2 separate regions of the Macaca mulatta genome follow, and region 1 is linked to region 2. A link is a contact called in public Hi-C data. All regions are on one chromosome and are shown on one strand. Each heading gives the region's core, a stretch centred on a gene start, on an enhancer-like site or on the middle of the called end of the contact. The rest is flanking DNA. Distances are from core to core; before and after follow the strand shown. Region 1 overlaps RGS9 (regulator of G protein signaling 9). Region 2 holds the start of LOC718406 (importin subunit alpha-1-like).

Evidence for each region. A called contact is a pair of places that touch in the nucleus more often than the background predicts.
Region 1: a contact with region 2 is called in a Hi-C map of fetal cortex germinal zone, with 2.8 times the contacts expected there. The contact joins the enhancer-like site here to the promoter of LOC718406 in region 2. A contact is called at or near these places in 3 of 14 Hi-C or Micro-C datasets (fetal cortex germinal zone, fetal cortical plate and liver).

Annotation. Positions count from the first base shown.
Region 1 is chr16:74,954,272-74,960,745 of T2T-MMU8v2.0, forward strand. RGS9 (regulator of G protein signaling 9) reads left to right here. Exons shown (of 21, transcript XM_028836673.2): 15 at 468-583; 16 at 5,320-5,407. Among named protein-coding and RNA genes, the nearest start is that of RGS9, 71 kb to the left of the region's middle. Within about 2 kb of position 2,225, at least 2 of the 40 cell types and tissues checked have an H3K27ac peak or open chromatin away from gene starts, as enhancers often do. A contact at or near this core is called in fetal cortex germinal zone, where this site is marked.
Region 2 is chr16:74,672,417-74,679,560 of T2T-MMU8v2.0, forward strand. LOC718406 (importin subunit alpha-1-like) reads right to left here and starts at 5,834. Exons shown (of 14, transcript XM_015120121.3): 1 at 5,565-5,834; 2 at 4,310-4,552. LOC144335885 reads left to right here and starts at 5,267. Exons shown (of 2, transcript XM_077972526.1): 1 at 5,267-5,771. It also overlaps the pseudogene LOC114673171.

The sequences.
Region 1 (6,474 bases), core at 975-3,474, 280 kb after region 2:
GGGCGTGCCATGGTGGAGGGGCAGCTGTGGTGGGTGATAGGCACCCAGCAGGTGGCAGTGATTGTAGCACCCATCACCAATGCTGCTCCAGAATTCTCTCCTGATCCAGGTGGCGGCCTGACCCTCTGCTGGCCAGGCTCCAGGCTGTTACCAGGCCTTGGAGGAGGCATTTGAATTCGTTTGTCCTTAAGGCTAAGCGAGCAGGACCTGAGTGTGGGATCCCCACACTGGGCATGCTCCTCACCTCTGGGATGGTCATGTCTTTGATGTGAGCCCCAGGGGACTTGTCTGTGGCTGAATCTTCCTAGCAAGTAATTACTTGGCTTGTGTGTTATGCAGGGATTGGGAGGAGGAGGAGGATTGGACTGAGCCCTAAGGGCCATTCGACTAAAGCCCCTTACCCCAACCCAGGCCACCGCCTGGCACAACCCCTACCTATCTGGTGCATTTACAAATCATCCTTGCAGGGTGGAAATCCCAACCAAGATGCGAGTGGAACGATGGGCCTTCAACTTCAGCGAATTGATCCGAGACCCTAAAGGTCGACAGAGCTTCCAGTACTTCCTCAAGAAAGAATTCAGTGGTGGGTCTTTGTTTAAGAAAAAAAAAATTAAAATAACTTACTTTTAGAAAGAGTCCTTTAATGTCTGGCCTAGGGTTTGGGGAATTTCTCAGCAGATGTTTTCAGAGCTTTGCTTATGCCCTCAAACAGTCGCTTCCTTTCACAGCTTTAAGAATGGGACCTGAGCCCAAGACTCGTTCTTTCCATAGACTCAAAGAGGCCGCACTGTCTGGGGGAAAATTGCACCTGCTCACAGAATCCACATTTGGATCCCTCACATTTCTGAGGGCTCCATCCATCCTGGATGCCCCCACTGTCACCCGAGGAGCCCCTGCTCCTTCCAGCCTAAGTATAATGAACCTGGAGGAAGGGAAGGGAGATAGGCAGGCTTTTCCTTTCTTTCTCTTTTTGTCCCCCAGCCTGATTTTCTTTTTTCTTTTTCTTTTTTTTTGTTTTGGAGACAGAGTCTTGATGTGTCGCCCAGGCTGGAGTGCAGTGGGATGAGCTCAGCTCACTGCAACCTCCGCCTCCCAGGTTCAAGTGATTCTCCTGCCTCAGCCTCCCAAGTAGCTGGGATTACAGGCACCCGCCACCACACCTGGCTATTGTGTTGTATTTTTAGTAGCGATGAGGTTTCACCATGTTGGCCAGGCTGGTCTCAAACTCCTGACCTCCGGTGATCCGCCCTCCCCAACCTCCCAAAGTGTTAGGATTACAGGCGTCAGCCACTGCGCCTGGCTTCCTGATTTTCTTTATCTCAGTGGTTCTACACATTCAGTCTGCCTGGGGATATTTTAAAACATGTTTTCCTGGATCTCATCCCTAAAGTTGCTTTTAAATTGGTGGGGGTTGGAATCCCTGAAATTTTGGAAACTCCTCAGATGATTCCAATGTGTGGTGATCGACAGCCATCACCTTAGCTCCTGGCCTGATTTCTTCAGGGCCTTAAGAGGGTGTGGATTTTAGTGGAATGGGCAGGGCCACATTTTATATCCCATCTCTGGATGTCACCTCATAAGGGGCACTGTGACTTTTTTTTTTTTTTGATATGGAGTCTCGCTCTGTTGCTCAGGCTGAAGTGCAGTGGCACAATCTTGGCTCACTACAACCAACGCCTCTGAGGTTTAAGTGATTCTTCTGCCTCAGCCTCCCAAGTAGCTGGGACTACAGGCACGTGCCACGACACCTGGCTAATTTTTGTATTTTTAGTAGAGACGGGGTTTCGCCATGTTGGCCAGGCTGGTCTCGAACTCCTGACCTGAAGTGATCCATCTGCCTTGGCCTCCCAAAGTGTTGGGATTACAGGCGTGAGCCACCGCACCAGGCCTTTGGCTTTTTAAATATACTGCACTTCCCGGAGAAGCATCCGCGAAAACCATGAGGCCAGATCAGAACCAGGCTGTGCATTCACCACCTTCATTGAAATATTTACCCTTATGGGATTCTTTTACTTCCTTGCTCAGTCCCCAGCCCTGGGGGCATCACGCTTGAGCCTTGGCACTCAGTGGCTTACTACCCGAGATCCACTTGTTTGTGGCACTGCTCCAGAAACGAATCCTACTGGACATGCCTTTAGCCTGGCTGACTGCCGGATGCAGAACATTACATGATAATATGGATTGTTGATAATCCGCCTCCCTAATCAAATCTAATTGCCACTCTAGAACAAAACCCAGAAAAGATGGATGGACTGGTGAATAAGTGGTTATAGTGCCATCTAGTGGCAAAGTGACAACATACACCCTGAGTTTATTATCTCCACCCCCGCACCCGCCCGCACTCATTCCTTAATGAGAATCCAGCGAAAAGATTTCCCTGCGTTATTTAAACTGTATTGTTAGCAGTCTCCTCATGAGATTCCCGAGGCTTTAGGTATGAACAGGGCAGATAAATCATCCATTTGCTCATTTACGTTTTAAAAAGATTTTTAAATTGAAATATTATTTGCATATCATGAAATTAACTTTTTAAAAGTGTACAATTCAGGGGTTTTAGTGTATTCACTAAATTGTGCAACCATCATCACTAATTCCAGAACATTTTTGCCACACTAAAAAGAAACTCTTTACCCATTAGAATCATCTTCTATTCCTCCCTCTCCTGCACCCTAGCCCTAGGCAACCACAGATCTACTTTCTACCCCTATTCGCCTCTTCAAGACATTTCATATAAATGAAATCATGCACTATGTGACCTTTCGTCTTCTTTCACTTAGCATAATGTTTTCAAGGCTTGTCCGTGTTTCAGCATATAACAGTACCTCCGTTCTTTTTTTTTTTTTTTGACAAAATCTCACTCTGTCACCCAGGCTGGAATGCAATGGCGTGATCTCATCTCACTGCAACCTGTGCCTCCTGGGCTCAAGCGATTCTCATGCCTCAGCCTCCCGAGTTGCTAGGATTACAGGTGCCCACCACCATGCCCGGCTAATTTTTGTATTTTTGGTAGAGACGGGGTTTCACCATGTTGGTCAGGCTGGTCTCAAACTCCTGACCTCAGGTGATTCACCCACCTTGGCCTCCCAAAGTGCTGGGAATACAGGAGTGAGCCACTGTGCCTGGCTGCTTGGTTCCTTTTTAAAGACTACGTGATATTTCCTTCCTTCCTTTTTAATGACCCCGTACTATTTCCTTGTTTGTATGTACCACATTTTGCTTATCCATTCGTAAGTTAATGGACATTTGGGTTGCTTTGGCTTTTTAGCCATTATGAATAATGCTGCTATGAACTTTTGTGTGCTTATTTAATATTTTTGGTGGGAAAATATATGTAATATAAATTTTGCCATTTTAACCTTTTTTTTTTTTTTTTTTCTTGAGATGGAGTCTTGCTGTGATGCCCAGGCTGGAGTGCAGTGGTATGATCTCGGCTCACTGCAACCTCCACCTCCTGGGTTCAAGTGATTCTCCTGCCTCAGCCTCCTGAGTAGCTGGGATTACAGGCGTGTGCCACCATGCCCAGCTAATTTTTGTATTTTTAGTAGAGACAGGGTTTCACCATGTTGGTCAGGCTGGTCTTGAACTCCTGACCTCATGATCCACCCACCTTGGCCTCCCAAAGTGCTGGGATTACAGGCATGAGCCACTGCACCCGGCGGAAATCTCCTTCCTTTTTAAGGCCAAATGATATTCCCTTGTAGTCTGCACCATATTTTGTTCATCCATTCTTTTATTGATGGACATTTGAGTGCTTTCCACTTTTTGGCTATCATGAATAATTGCTTGCTTAATTTTACTAAGCAATCAACTGTCTTTTGCTGTGGGCAAGACAGTTTACATGGCATTTGTTGTCAGGTCAATTACATTTTAGTGAAGAGCATCACTGGTCTGTGATCTCGGTCCAAAGAACGCCCTAAAGTTCATGCTGAAGAGGAAGGACCTCCACAGAGCTGTGGGACAAATGCCAACTAGTTTAGAATTGTGCAGCCTTTTCTAATATGAAACACCCAGGAGCTTTAAAACAATACAGTTGAGCCTTGACCAACACTGGTTTGAACTGCACGAGACCACTTGTAGGTGGATTTTTTTTTCAGTAGATATATTTAAAAACTTGGGGGGATTTACAGCAATCTGAAAAAACTTGCAGATGAACTGCACAACCTAGAAATAGACAAAAGTTATGAAAAGGTATCATGAATCCATATAATAGATAGGTAGATACATATGTACTTATGTGTCCATTGACTGTTTATGTTATTAGTAAGGCCTCTGGTAAACAGCAGGCTATCTGTAGTTAAGTTTTTGGATTTTCTGCTGCATGGGGGTCTGCGCCCTAACCCCTTAGTTGTTCAAGGTCAACTGTACTGAGAAAGGAGAGGAGAGGATTTTGTTGTTCATTTCCCCACACTGTGACACACTCCACGATTTACACACACACACACACACACACACACACACACACACGCTCTCTCGTGATCATCTTTATTTTCCCAGGCAAAAATTGCCACCTGGGGCCACCGTGTGAACATATGCATGGTGCCTCTGGGCGCTGCAGGTTAGAGAACTTCGAGTTGGAGGGAGATGAAGGATTTGGGGGAACCTGGCTTTTCCTCCTGGGCCAATTCCCTCTGGCTCAGGTGATGCTCAGTTCAGTCCTGCTCCTGGCCAGACCTTCCCTGAGGGTCAGTCCCTCAGCACTGCTGCTTGAGCAGCCTCTCCGTAGGAACCACAGCCTGGAATATGCCCGGTGAGGGACCGGAAATGACAGGTTCTCTAAGCACAGCCAAACAAAGGAGGAAGAACTCACGCACAGTCATTCAACAAGAGCAAAGGACGGCGGTCTTTATGAAGAAAACCGTAGTGTAGCAACGCATGCATATAAGCCTATTCATGTGCGAACTCATTCAAGCAATATTTGCTACAGCCAAATTCTAGAATGAAAAAGCGTATGACAACCTCTAGGGGGTGATATGAACACTGGCCTGTATATTGTTGGAGGAAAGGAAGCCGCCACAGTGTGAATGCATTGCTGCAAGCATGGTAGGTGCCCATCTAGTTTTTTTCGAAGACCACGCATTGAGCAATTACTAAGTTCCCAATGTTCTTCCAGGCCGTAGAAGTGAAGATGTGGCTCCTTTCCTCAAGGAGTAGTTTTGTCTAGCATCGCAATATACAACAGCTTGTTCTGCGGCAGGAAAGGTGTTCACCGAGCTGGGAAATGGAATCCATCCCGGCCGACTCATTTCTTTTATTTCCTCTTTTCTTCTCCCAACTTATTTCCTGCCCGGCCCTCATCCACGTGGACTTCTCACCACGCAGGAGAGAATCTGGGGTTCTGGGAAGCCTGCGAGGATCTGAAGTACGGAGACCAGTCCAAGGTCAAGGAGAAAGCAGAGGAGATTTACAAGTGAGCATCAGCCAGGGCGTTGGAAAGCCTTCCCCTGGGCCTCCGAGAACCACCCCATTGCGCTTGAGGTGGAGATAGGACGAGAGGACCACAGCCTGGTGACTGGCTGGGGCCTGGTCAGCATCGGTTCACTGTACTTGCCATGCTAGAAATACTTCCCCGCTGCTTTGGGAAGTTTGGGGGTTCCCTGAAGAAAGCCTGGTGAGACACGCAGTGTGAGTCTCCTGTTCCTATGGGAATGTGTCTAGGGGTTAAAAAAGCAAGCTGTCCCGAATTACAGTGCAGAGTGCTCTGTCTTTGACTAAAGCCTTCTTAGGTGTCCTGAGAGCTCTGTGTGTGTGTGTGTGTGTGTGTGTGTGTGTGTGTGTGTGTGTGTGAGAGAGAGAGAGAGAGCAAGAGGGGGGGTGGGGGGGGGAGAGAGAGAGAGAGAGAGAGAGAGAGAGAAGCAACAACATGGGAAAACCTATTCCTTAGAGATGTGAGGATCACAGGGGAAGGGAGCTCCTTCCACGTGTCTGGGACAGTGAGCGCAGCTTGGGGTACAAACATGGGTGGGCACATCTCATTCCTGACATCACGGCTCTAGCCCCCACTTGTTCCAAGCAGCAATAAGTCTGTCCCTCTCCAGGCCCGTCTCTCCTCCAAATTATACAAGAGCCAAGGGTTCCAGGTTAAAAGGGTCAGTCCTGTTTTCAATGGCCAAGTGGAGAAGAGGGGGAAGGTGTGATGAGGCCCCCAAGGTTGCTGAAAGCCACACTCCCCCTCCCCGACGCTCCTCCCCCTACAGGCCTGGCGGGTGCTCCTGTCCTGCTGTGGTCCCATCTCTGTGGGTTCTTTCATCTGCACTGGCTGCAGTGGACATGAGTCCTGGACACCAAGGGCCCAGCATTTTTAGTTCATACTCACATGCTTCGCTGTGTTTCCCAAAGCCCAAGCACCACGCTGGGCTGGAACCAGCCCTTTTGCGGCCACGAGACTGTGGTGCTGAACTTCGGGCAGCAGGCCAAACAGCCCCTTCCTCTGAGGACTTAGCCTCTGGACCCTGGATGTCCTTCCTGCAAATGAAC
Region 2 (7,144 bases), core at 4,584-7,083:
GCCGCTGACCTCTCACTCCCCGGCACAGATCCAGTTCCGAATCTCCCTAACATTCAGGCATGGAGCCCTGGCCACATTCCTGGTCATCAGCTACCCCCTGGTCATGATCATGGACCTTCCCATTCCCCAGGGCCTGGTACTGACCACCCATCCAGGCTGGCATTCAGCATGATGCCCACTCCTCCCTGTACTGGACACAGTCAGCTCTAAGAAGGGCAGAGAAAATAGGTCTCTGGAGCTAAGCTATGAGGAGGCAAAGGCCTAAGAATGATATAATGGACTTTGGGGATTTGGGGGTGCGGGAAGGGTGGGAGGGGGGTGAGGGAGAAAAGACTACACATTGGGTACGGTGCACACCACTTGGGTGACAGGTACACCAAAATCTCAGAAATCGCCACTAAAGAACTTATTCATGTAACCAAACACCACCTGCTCCCCACAACTATTAAAATAAACATTAAAAAAAATAGGTCTAGAGTGAGATCAACTGCTGAGGCCTGGGAAGGAAGTGAGGGGGCAGGTGGGGCCCATCTCAAGCCCTTGGGGCTGAAGGGAGCCAGGGACTAAGAGGTGAGAATCAGGCGCAGGCTTCAGGGAGACCCCAGAGACTATGTGGCCTACAGGGGAGTTGGGGGTGGCAGGGAGATCTCTGGGGGGACAGTATTGTGGGGTGAGGGTGGGAGGGGGACCCAAGAACCTGCTGTCTCCTACGTCAGGTCCTAGGCAGGCAGAGGGGCTCTGGGACAGCCCGGGGCTGCAGGTGAGCCACTGGGAGGGAACTGGGTCAGGTGCAAAGAAACCGGCAGAGCCACCCCAGGGCGGCTGTCCCAGCTGGGGGTTGGGGGTGGGGGTTGTTGGAGGAGGGAGTACAGGCAAGGGGCTAGCTGGAGTCCCCTCAACTTGGGTCAGCTTCCTGCTGTTACCAAAGCCCCTTGCCAAAGGCCCCCTGGCTGGCCCTGAGTGGGGACAGGTAGGTCTGTCCCAAGGCCAGTTCCTTTCTCTCAATCACAGCGGCCTCGGGCTGCCCTCAGAGTTTGTCCTGCCCTCAGAGGAAGCGGGTGCTGGCCCTGGATCCAGACAGGAGGGGCCCCCAGGTGAGAAAGTGAGGGGAGAGAGTGGGGAAACTGCTGTGGCCACCCTCTAGTCCCCTAGGGACAAGGGCTCACTCACAGTTCCCATTGGAGGAGGAGGAGGACTGAGGGCCCCGGGCTCCTTCCAGTGGGCGCTGCCTGTGTCAGGTGCAGCGCCTCCAGGGCTGCTTGTATGAGAAGGTGCAGCAGCCTGGCTGGAACCTCCCTCCCAGCGGCCAGTGCTCCAGCAGCAGTGGCAAGCTCCAGGCCAGCCCCACCAGCCTGAGCCTTCTCACCTCTGGGCGGCGATGGTGACCGCAGCCAGGGGGAAGAGTCTCAGAGGCCCCTTTTTGCACCGCCTTTGGCCTGGCTTCCCAGGGCTCCCTGAGTGGCCTCTTTGGGGGAGCGGAGGAGTCATCCCTGCTTACTTCCCCCTGTTTCCCTCTCTCCCCTCTCAGAAGGGTTTGCTTCTGCCCTCTCCTGGGCAGCAAGAGAACAGGAGACGTCCCTTTCCTGGGACATCATCAACTCTCCCACCACAGGGCTGGGCACACAGGTTGCTCAGAAGAAGGAGCGCTTGCTTGCCTTTGGCTTGTACTGTTTTTGCCAAGGGGAATAGGGTGGCCAACCCTAAATGCCACCTGACTGAAACTGAACCTGGTGGCCAGGGTGGGGCTAGGGGTCAAGGGACCTGGAACTGTCCCAGACACAGTCACTTCCTGGCTGTGTGAGCTTCGTCCTGTCACTAAACCTCTCCGAACCTCTGTTTGTACTCAGGGCAAATGGAGGTGTCCATGCCTGCCTTCCAAGCTGCTGGGAGCTTAACCCTGGGTACAAGCCTTTGAGCAAGAGCCCACACAGGACTGTTAACCCCTTTGGGACTGCATCTTACCACACTTTGTCCCCAGTGTCCAGCACAGTGACCAGCCCACACCAAGTGCTCAATATGTGCAACTAGAGTGCATGGGGAGTGACAAGACTGTAAAACACCATCCATGGCAGGAGCTCCTCTGTTCTGGGGGTTCCTGGCCCTGCCCAGTAGCCTGCCCTAAGCCCCAAACTGCTGCCTAATAGACGGCGGTCCCCACACACTCCCCAGTGCCCCCATGCCATGCCATCCCCACATCCTGCCCCTCTGTTCTGCACCCACTTTCTTTTTTTTTCTTTTTTTTTTTTTTTGAGGCGGAGTCTCGCTCTGTGGCCCAGGCTGGAGTGCAGTGGCCGGATCTCAGCCAGGCGCGGTGGCTCAAGCCTGTAATCCCAGCACTTTGGGAGGCCGAGACGGGCGGATCACGAGGTCAGGAGATCGAGACCTTCCTGGCTAACACGGTGAAACCCACTTTCTTCTGAGATCCCTTCTCAGCAACGACCTCCTCCTCATCTTCAGCCTCCGCATCTCCTGCCCACCCACCTGAACCTGGGGACCACGTTTCCATCCATGACCTACACCCGCTCTGGCTACACTGTGTCTCTCTCCTCCTGCCCGTTGTCCACACGCTCAATTCGCACCCTCACTTCACTCCTGACCACTGCCCTCTGCCTTCAGCACCCCCCGACCAGCTGAGCTTCTAGTGGCCACTTCAGGTAAGTGGTATAAGGCCTTTCTCTCACGTGACCTTCCTGTGCGTCCTTCTTCTGGCCACTTCTTGTCCTCTGAGCCAGCACTCTCACGCTTCTCTTCCCTTTGTCTGGCACCTAAATCCAGGTGGGCCCCAGCTTTTCTTCACCCTACTCCTCCCCAAGTTGCCCCCCACCCCAACCTCAGTAAGCAGCACCACTGTCTGCCCACGAGTGCCAGCCGGGAATCTAGAACTCAACCGGATTTCCCTCCCACCTCCCTCGGCCCCCAGGCCCTGCCCATCCACCTCCCAAACCTCTGTTACCATCACATGACCACGAGACCACTAAGAGCTTCGGCCGTGCTTGAAGCCCTGGCCACAGGGATATTTTTCTCAATCCCACTCCTGTCTCTGCTAAAAGCCTCACAGCAGCTGCAGGATAACGTGCACATTCCTGGCAAGCGCCCATGAGGCCCTGCCCGGGTGGGCACCCACTCCCAACCCTAAGCTCCACTCCTGAGCCCCAGCCCCATGTCTTCTCTTGCTGGCCTCCTATCCAAGAGGGCGACTCCCCCAGGAACGTGGCTGTGCCTCAGTCCTCTCCAGATCCAAAGGTTCACCAGGGTTTGGCAGGTATTCAGCTAGTTCACGCCTGATGAACCAGTGAATGGGCCTGGAGGATCATGGTGGCAAATGCCGCCTGGGACAACTAAGGGCAGGGGTGGGGTTCCCTTGGGGGGCAGGACTAACTCCCTACCCTGGACTTTGTTGGGGGTGGAGCACCAGGGAGACCCACAGCTGCCTCTTGAATAAAGCTCCGTGCAGGGAACGTGGTATTATTGCACCCATCGCACAGGGGAGGAAACAGGACCGGAGATGCAAAGTGACTTGTGGAGGTCACACAGTGAATTAGGGCCACGAGTGGGGCCAAGGAGCAGCCTGTCTCTGGCCAATGTCCTAGATGCCCCCCTGGGTAAGTCCCCTGCCCCCATCACCTGTGCCCCTCCCCCAGATGCCACTGCAACTAGGAACCTGCTAGGAGCTGGAAGAAGGATGGGCAGAGGGGCCACCTGGCAGGGGCCCTGGCAGCCGGGGTGACCTGTCTTCTCAGGAGATGTCAGGACCTGGGCAGTCTCCCTCCTCTTTGGTCCTGGGGCCTGGGGTGGTGGCCCTTGGGCAGACCCACAGAGCCCTGGCTCATAGGTAAGGGACTGCCACACCTCTGCCCTTTTCAACACACACTGTGTGCACTCTGTCTGAGCCAGACCCTGGGCCAGATGCGAGGTTCAAAGAGCAAGGCCATTTCCCCACCTCCAGGGGCTCCACTCAGACGGGCAGGCACCCTCCCACCGTCACCAGCACAGAGAATGTGGAGAGGCCGAGAAGTGCGCCACCGGGAGCCTGCGAAGGAAACTGAGGGACGCTGGGGGAGAAGAGGGCTGGCATCCAGCCACCCATCCCAGAGAAACTGCCTGGCCGGCTGGCAGCGGCACGAAACAGGAACCAGCCGCGGTCCTCAGCCCCGCCCGCCGGGTGCCGTTCTCCATCCTGGCCGCAAGGCGGCGGGCTGCCGCTGCAGGAGCCGGAGAGAAGGCGGCGCAGACCCAGGGAAGCCAAACGAGGACGACCTAGAGAGTCTGGGTGGACCCTCTGTTACTGCCAAGCGCCTCGAAGTCTTACCTCGTTTAAGGCTCACAACCCTAATCCTTAGGTATTGTGCTTACACCAGAGGACGCTGGGCCTGGGGGAGCGTCCTCGTGTGTAAGTTAAGTGGCTGTCCGCAGCTGGCAGGTGACCCAGCAGAGTCCAATTCTCCTTTCCCCAGCCTCAAAATCTCAGCTCTGCATTGTAACGAGACGGGCGGAGGGAAGACCCAGCAGCGGGACTACGTGTCTCCTTCGTCTGGGCATCCCGGACTCAGTCCTGGCACATGGTAGGCATCAATGTTCATGGTAATGACATCAGGCACAGCGAAAGAAATTAGGGGCTCCCAAGGTTCAGAGGTCATCTGTCCACCCCCTCCCTTTGGGCTGAAGAACAAACCCAGACCCTGAGTGAGGAAGGGAACTGCCTCTAGATCATCACACGGCCGGTGGCAGATGGCAGAACGGTTCTGAGCAAACTTTTTTCCCCTCGGGCTGCCCCTCCCTGAAAAGTTCCTAAAGTTCAAAATGTCAGGGTCGCCCAGAGTGTTCTGGGGATGTAAGAGTGTTTATAAAACGTGCTCTATTTTCGATTTCCCAGATTAACACAACTACATTCTGAAGAGGGAAAAAAAACCTTACTTAACCGGACGTCTTTCTGAAAGAAACCCATCAGGAGTTCTTTTAAAAATAAAAAATAAAAAGGAACTGAAATTCTGGAAGCACCCTCAAAGGGAAGCAGACGCCAGACTTTCACATCCACCCTCTCATCTGACCCCAGGCTCCTGGGAGACGGGCAAGGCGGTTGAGCTGGCGGCAGGCCCGCAATCCCCCGTTCCATGCCCAGATGCACTTCGGAATACAGAACAGCTGGGACTTGGAAAGATATCGTGAGGCACCCACCTGCTGTGGGTTACATTACCTCCCATCAGGGCTTGGGGCAGCCGCCGGCTATCGCGCTCATTTGCATTTCTGCAGCAAAATATGAATATTCACACAAGCGCGATAAATAAAGACCATCAACAGCCTCACATCAGTTCAAGCGCAATTTTGCCACCAATTGGATTACGGAAAACCTTTTGGGCTTCCAGGGAGCTCTGGAGCCTGGGAACTGCAGATGAGGCACTGGGAGCCTGCACTGTTTCGCGGCTGGGGAGAGGGAGCTCATCCGAAGTCTTCGGACAAAGGTGGGCGTAGTGCCCGATGCTGAGCGGAGCGGGTCTCCTCGCGCCCAGGCTCCCTGCGGGCGCGGTCCCCAGTGAGCCTCCCCGCCTCCGCGCCCGGGGTCGTACCTGCTTGGTGCTCTCCTCCCGCGGCGGGCCGCGCACCTCCTAGATGGCCTCGTAGACGTTCTCTGAGTCGCTGCGCGCCAGGGGCAGCAGGCACACCCAGGACACCGCCACGCTGCAGGCCTTGAAGCTGCCGCTGCTTCCGAGGTGGCCGGCGGGAGGCGAGACGGCGGCGCGCGCCAGGTTGTCCAGGGACTGCGCGGGCCTCAGGTACAGGCAGGCGGGCAGGCCAGGCTCCAGGCTGCTGCGCTGGGTCGCGGCGCCGCGCTGCGCAGGGCCGCACAGGGAGCTGGCGCCGCCTCGGGGCTCCGCCGGGGGGCCATTGGGGCCCGCTGCCGCCGCCGCCCTCACGAACCGGTTGTCATAGGAGAACGGCTCGGGGGCCGCGGGGCCGGTTGGGGACCTGGCGGCGCGGCCGTGGCAGGGTTGTCCAGCGCAGGCAGCTCGCGCACGTACTGCGCGGGCAGGTAGAAGGGGCGGCCGCCGGGCTCGCGCCGCAGGTGCCACCGGTGCTCGGTGCTGCGCCGCAGCGGCCGGTAGAGCTCATTGGGCGGGATGGCCACGCGGCGCCCATTGTTGCCGGTGTACTCGAAGGCGTACTCCACCAGCACGTACACGTCTCCCTTCACATCCGCCGCCATCGCGGCCGCGGCGTTTTCCTGCAGGCAACAAGGAGGAGGGCCGCGGAAGTCAAGACAACCGAGCCCGGAATAGCCCCGCACGCAGGGACAGACATGGGTTCGAGTCCCGATGCTGCACTTGCCGTTCGCCTTCGGGCCTCAGTTTTCCCATTTCTAAAATGGGGACTTGCATAAAATCACATCTCAGGCTTCCATTCTTACACTCAGTGCTGGAATTAGGACAACCCCTTCATTCCGTGGGGCTGATTCTAAGATTTGAGCCTCGCTTCGGTCCTGCGGTGGGGAGATTGTGGGTAGTCTTGATCCAAATCGACTGCGAGGGAAACCTTGGCTTTAAAACGAGGGGTGATTGCCTGCTCTAAGGTCGACACCACGCTTGCTTAGTAGTTGACTGAGCCTTAGTTTTCCCGTCAGTCAAGTAGGAAAAGCAGCCCATTTCCTGCCGTTCCCCGGGCCCTGTCCCACCTGGACGCCTCCCGCCCGCAGAGAATCCGCAGAGGGTCTCGTTGCACCGCCTCCCTCTGCGAGCCTGCGCCCCGGCCCCGGGGTCGGGGTTGGGATGCGGGCTCTGCAGGCGCCCCGGTGAACAGCTCTACCTGGGGGCTGTCCCTGCCCCGCTTAGTCCGAGGGCCTTGGTGTGGGGACCTCCGCTGTCAAGGCGGGGGAACCGGTTCTCTCGGTTTCTCTCTCCTTCCGCAGCTGCTTCAGCGCAGACGTGACCCCTAGCCGGGCCCGGCCCGCCCCGCCCCGGCCCGCCCCGGCCCGCCCCGCCCCGGCCCGCCCCGCCCCGCCCCGCCCCCTGCTCTCCGGCTCTCACGCCGCCCCGGAGAAAGGCTGCCCACCTGCCCTGGGACCCCTACAGTGCCCCCACGAGAGTGGCCCCTGGAGAATGCACTCTGAGACAGTGACTATCCGTGCGGAGTCCCAGAGCAGGGGCCCCCA